Linked DNA regions of Triticum aestivum: region 2 is linked to region 1. A link is a contact called in public Hi-C data. All regions are on one chromosome and are shown on one strand. The core of a region is the stretch at or near the end of the contact, and the rest is flanking DNA. Distances in the headings are between cores, read along the strand shown.

What was found. Hi-C and Micro-C count contacts between places; a contact is called where the count stands out from the background.
Region 2: a contact with region 1 is called in a Hi-C map of leaf, with 4 times the contacts expected there. The contact joins the promoter of LOC123180205 here to the enhancer-like site in region 1. A contact is called at or near these places in 2 of 5 Hi-C or Micro-C datasets (both in leaf).

What each region holds. Positions count from the first base shown.
Region 1 is chr1D:48,512,972-48,516,176 of IWGSC CS RefSeq v2.1, forward strand. No RefSeq gene overlaps it. Among protein-coding and RNA genes, the nearest start is that of LOC123164907, 200 kb to the left of the region's middle. Within about 2 kb of position 1,925, at least 5 of the 8 cell types and tissues checked have an H3K27ac peak or open chromatin away from gene starts, as enhancers often do. A contact at or near this core is called in leaf, where this site is marked.
Region 2 is chr1D:48,719,420-48,722,256 of IWGSC CS RefSeq v2.1, forward strand. LOC123180205 (probable beta-1,4-xylosyltransferase GT43A) reads left to right here and starts at 1,471. Exons shown (of 3, transcript XM_044592182.1): 1 at 1,471-2,715. The coding sequence starts at 2,027.

The DNA.
Region 1 (3,205 bases), core at 675-3,174:
GTGTTAAAAGCTAGTCCCTATGGAATGTGAGATAAAATGAAAGGAACGTATTGGGTTAGTCTGCCTATTGATATTTAACGAACACGTACATTTCTGGCAATTATGGTGTGCTTGTAGTGTTACTGACAGGTTACTTCCTGCCATTCATGTGCTTTGTCGCTCCTGCTAAACCCTCTCGACATTTTTTTCCACCTCAGGATCCTCACTGAGCTCACCGTCGTTGTTGAAGGCCGATCATCAAGCTTTTCTCCTTGTGCTTTCTTCTTCCTTCTCTTCAAGACCGAAGGTTTGAAGATCAAGCCAAGGCCTGCATCTGAATCGAAGCTGCGGCTAAAACTGTTCCCTTCTGTTCTGCTGAAAGCAGAAAGCCTCCCTGGCAGTTTTCTTGGGCAGCTCCAGGCTCATGTTGGCGACCGTATATAAAAATCCCGTCTCTCGTGTTTGGCTCTGCTTTTGGCCACCTCCGGGTGTTGCTTTCAGCTAGTCTAATACACATTTATGGAGCTAATTAATCTACATGTGTGTGCAGCTCTCCACGTTCACGTGCCTCCATTAGACAGTCTCTCATTTGTTTTGCATCATGTGATCATATACTTTACTACTTATATTTTTTTCCTCTCTTTGTTTCGTCGTATCCCCGGTGCACTTGCTGCTGTCGTCGTGTTGGTGGCACGCAGCCCATGTTTCTTCCGGGTGCTGGAGCGAAGCTAGAGACGCATGCATACAGTTGAAGCGTTGGTAGTCGGGTCGGTTTTCCGGCGGTTCGTTTTCCTTTTGTTTTTCTTGTGCAGACAGTTGTGGTCCTATTTTGTATGCTGTCATGCTCTGGGAGTTGGGTCATTTTCCATCTATGGTGGCATGCCGGCAATCTACAAGAGGATTTGGAAGCGTCCGGCAAGCAAGCCTTGACACTCTCTGAAGCACACCTCCACCTCCCTGGGCCAGGCTCCTCACTAGCTGAACATTCACTGCCTGAAAGTGAGCACAGCATAGCTCCTCCACTAGTGCAACGAACCCAAGCGCCTACCCGAACTCCGATCGATCTCTTCAACAAGTCTGTGTTTCGCTTGTAACATTCGTATGCAAGTGTGTGTGTTTTTCGAAACAGAGCCAAAAGATTTGTCCCGCTCATTAATTAAGTAGAAGAGAGTTGTTTGGTTAATTAACATAAAACCATATGCCAAATCCGTCACAAACCATCGAGCGGCACACACACATGCTAGTGCCTAGTGAGTACACCCTCGGGTCATGGTCATCACTTCTTCCCAACAGGTGTCATCGTCCTCTCTAATCTTCGAGTCCGGCCTCACCGTAGACGAAAATCGACCCAACCCTCGCCGTAGAGAGGCCATACAGAAACAAGAAGACTTGTGTGCCAGGGGTGGCATTCTCTGTACCGTTGGAAACAAATTTCTGGATTTCCATATGATTTACCTTGCTACCTTGGTCCAGGGGTGGCATTGAACACGATCCGGGACCGTGACGTGAATTGCACGAGCGTGCAGATAAATGTTCAATAATGCACCGGTCCATACGTACGGTATGGTGCATGCATGGCCTGTAGCAATCTTAGGTACTAGCGACGTAACTAGATTTGCAGTGATCTTGGAAGCTAGCTGCTGCCAGAGCATGACAAGCGTACGTGCAGTCGTGCAGGCATTGCAATGCAAGTAGTAGCACGTTGCTTTGTCCCCGGCCATAGATAAAACTCAATCGCGAAGGATGGTGTTCCGGGGCGCCACCGCGAAGCAACCCGGTGCTGCTGCTTTACGACCTTTCTCCGAAATTAATAGCGCTGAAATGAGTGTATCTAAATTCTAATACAACGTTTCCTGTGCAAAATTGCGGCGAAGTACGTTCCAAAACGCGCGGCCGGCTTCTTCTGCGCGGTGCGGACGTCTGTGTTCCTGTGTCGGCGTCTCACCCGACTGGCACTCGTGTCGATTTCACGACAACTGTGATCTACCCACACCCACATGCAAGCAAGTACTGATCACATGCCAGCGACTTGTGTCTGTGAAGCCACGAGAGAAACATCTTGCGTCCATCCAATATACACGTATGGTAGGTACCAAATGTCCAAATCTACCAGTGCATTTGGAAGTCAAGTAAGTCTGAACTCTCAAGCCATCGTCTTCGGGTCTATAGCTGAGCATCCGCTGTCCGATAGTGACCACAGCCCAACTCTCCGGTGGACCAAACCAAAACCATACCAAACCGAACGTGCACTGGGGGTACTCTCTGGTTTCCACATGTTTGTGGGTTTAAACACAACTGTCACCCCTAGGCCTCCGCAGCGATTGATGCGCACACAGCCATGTACGACCTTGTACAGTGCAAGGTGCTTCGGAGAGGTGTTTAAAAAAAATAAACCAGTTTTTTTACGCACTAATACTTATTTATAGAGGGCAAATCGCTTTATTTTACGAAGCACTTTCTTAAGCAACTTGCATTGTAAAAGGCCTAAGGGTTGTTGATAAACTTGGCAATGTTGTTACCAGAGAAGTTTGTAGTAGACTATCTATATTCCCAAAGATTGGTCCGAGGAACCATCGGGATCTGAAACAAACTTCTGCATTGGTACGAGTTGCTGCTACTCCCATAATGCAGTACATATAGATTTTTTGAAAAGTCAAACTTTGCAAAGTTTGACCAAGTTTATAGAGAAAACTATTTATATCTGTAATATCAAATGTATGAAATATAAAACTACACCATATGATGAATCTAACAATATATGTTTAGCATTCATACCCACAAACTTGGTCAAAGTAGGTATGGTTTGACTTTTCAAAAAAAAAAGCACTACATAATGGAAATGAGAGTATTTGTAAAGGGATTGGCTAGGTGTGAGGTGACTGAAAACTAATTTTGGTTCAGACACTTTTTCTATTGTCCTTGATTGGTGTGCGTTCTGCCCTGTAGTATTACGCCATGCATGCATGCATGCAGATACATGCAAACTGCTCGGTCATGCTGCGTGCCTTTCGATTTTTGATTCTGCTGGTTGAGTTTGACTAGAACGATTTTCTAACATACCAGGCTTACAAAAATCTTATCTTTTCTTTTCTACATTAGGTAAAATAAAAAAAATAAAAAAATTAAAATTGGACCCAGAAATATCAGTGCATGGATGGGAGATAAAAAATGATCATATTTGTATTGGTTACTTTTTCTTATGAGTAAATAAAGACAATAACTTTTT
Region 2 (2,837 bases), core at 221-2,720, 210 kb after region 1:
CCGACACGGTGTGCCACATTTATCTAAACAAAATGAAATGATCACACAACGCACGAGCAGTTTTTCACTAGGCGAAGAAAAGGGCGTCTGCAACTCTGCATCATCTCCATGGATGGATTCCCCCAAAACCATGCAAGTTGTTGTTGATCCACTCGATTCAGTCATTTTTGCACGCTAAAGGAAACGCCAAGCTGCCACCGGGACGGACCGGACAGTTCAATCAAGTCCTCCGGATGGCCCCACCGGTTTTTTCTTTTCAGATGATGCCTGGACCCCTTGAGACTGGGCCTGGGCCGGTCTACATTTTGTCACACGCTTTTCGCACCAAACTTTCCGGCAGTTTCTTAATCGCTTTATCGTGCACCTGCAGCACACCTCACACACAACACACCAAACACCGCTACAGTACTTGTAGGATGTGGTACCACACAAGAAATCTACACCCTTGGATCCTCACGGAAATTGCAAAAAAAGAAAGAAAGGAAAACAACAATTCCTCCAAAAGGATTTCTTAAACATTGAAACTCTTTAATTTATTTAATTCAAAGAGAGAAACAGCACTGTTCATCCAAAATGAAAGACGACTTTTTTAGATTTGGTGTCACCTCCGATGCTGCCTTTTCTTTTCCCGGTTAGGTTCCATGTTCCAATCCCCCACCAGCAAAGAGATGTCCCCTCCCTCTCCTCTCCCCCTCCAGCTAAAAAAAAATGTCTTGCGTTGCTTTGGCTTAAAGTTAAGGCATGGATGGGATTAGCACAGGATTAGGTCTAAGGTGCGTTAATTAAAAGGGAGGAGGAGGGGCAAAGCAAAAGCTGCAGGTCACCTAATATTCTTCTGGGCTACTAGTATAACGGATGGATGGATCTGGGGCCTCTGCCACACCTCCAATGCCAGTCCAAATTATCCAATAAGCTTTGCATATTAACCTGCAGCAAGAATATTTATAACAGTACTATACTCTCGTATTTGCAGAGGAAGCAGCAGCAGTATTTTCCCTAAAAAAAATTGAGCTACAATTGATTTGGATATTCTCATAGGTTGTTGTTAACTATTTGGAGCTTGTGTGTAGTTAATGTGAGGTGTCTGAGAGGTGGTACTAGTACTGTACTTTGGTTGCTTGCTCTGTTTTTCCGGGTGTTTGCTTGTGAAAACCAGCCATAGGAAACTGCCAGGTAAAGGCACCCTAGTCCAGTCCAACGAGTCTAAGCTTTTGTAAATAAAAAAGGAACTTTTCTCAACAACAAGAACAAAAAACTGAAGTACTAGTACTACTAGTAGCAATATTAATCAGGTTTAAGAAATGCTTAATTTTGCACAGAAGTAATCAGGAACTAGGGTGCCAGGTGTGCCCCAATTTCACCTCAGTTTCCGCGTCGGCGGTCGTTGCCGGATCAGATCTCCGCGATCCCAGAGGCAAGCATGTCTCAACCGAACTGAACCATCGAGGCACAGCACAGCACAGCACAACCTCGACAGTGAAAAGAGATGAATCAATGGCGGAGGTGAAAACCCAGACCCAGGAGCAGCAGCACCATAGCTGTTGAGGGACAGGCAAGTGTCACCGCACTCCTCCCGCCCTCTTTAAACGCCACCCTCACCAACCACCCCCAACGCCATTGCCGTTTTCACCCCCACCACCGAGCAAGGATTCACCATCCCCCTCCCCTTCCCCTCGCCCTCGCCCCATCCCGCCTACTACCTTCCATCCTGATCTTCTTCTTCCCCACCCCCTTCCCCAGGCGGGCACATTCCTCCTCCCCCAAATCTTGGTGCTGATCTAGCGCCGCTGCCCCCCACATTAATTGTCCTTCCCCCATCTTGCTCCATCCGCATTGATTCACGGGCAAGCAGACAGGGCGGCTTCTAGCTCTCGTCACCCCCGCAGAGTCCAATCCTTCGGTCTTTGGGCCTCGTTGGTTCTTGATCTGGGAGGGGAGGCGAGGTGATCTGTGGCGGGCCGTGATTTGATCTGAAAGTTGTGATTTTTTGGGGGGAGGGGTCGGAGGATTTGTGTGTCGGGCCGTCATGGGGACGGGGGCGGTGGCGCCGGAGCGGCCGAAGCAGCGGCGGGGGGGGCACCTGTGGAAGCGCGCGGTGCTCCACTTCTCGCTCTGCTTCGTCATGGGCTTCTTCACCGGCTTCGCGCCCTCCTCCTCCTCCTCCTGGAGGCCCGGCGGCGGGGCCGGCACGCCGCCGCCGCTTCTCGCGGCGGAGCAGCTCGCCGCGTCCCGTGTCGCCGGCAGCAGGGACCAGCACATCAGCCTGGCGCCGCCCTCGCCGGAGGGCGCGGCGGCGGCTGGCGGGGGCGGCGCGGTGGTCGACCTGGACGACGACGAGGAGAGCGGCCCGAGGAGGATGCTGATAGTGGTTACCACGACCAGGTCCGGGGCCGGGGAGCGGCGGCGCAGGCGGCCGGAGCTGCTGCGGCTCGCCCACACACTGCGCCTGGTGCGCCCCCCGGTCGTCTGGGTGGTGGTGGAGCCGGCGGCCGACGCGCCCGCCACGGCCGAGGTGCTCCGGGGCACCGGGGTCATGTACCGGCACCTGGCCTTCCGCCCCGAGGAGAACTTCACCACCGCCGCCGCCGAGGCCCACGCGCAGCGCAACGCCGCGCTCGCGCACGTCGAGAAGCACCGTCTCTCCGGCGTCGTCCACTTCGCCGACGCCGCCGGCGTCTACGACACCCACTTCTTCGAGGAGATCCGCCAGATCGAGTGAGTACCAAATCTTAACCCATTCATTCCCTCTGCTTCCTTCGTTCTGAGCCAAAATCTTAATTTCTACTCCTAGATTGCAAATTATACAATGTGCCAAACTGACTGTTTTTACTTGCTGA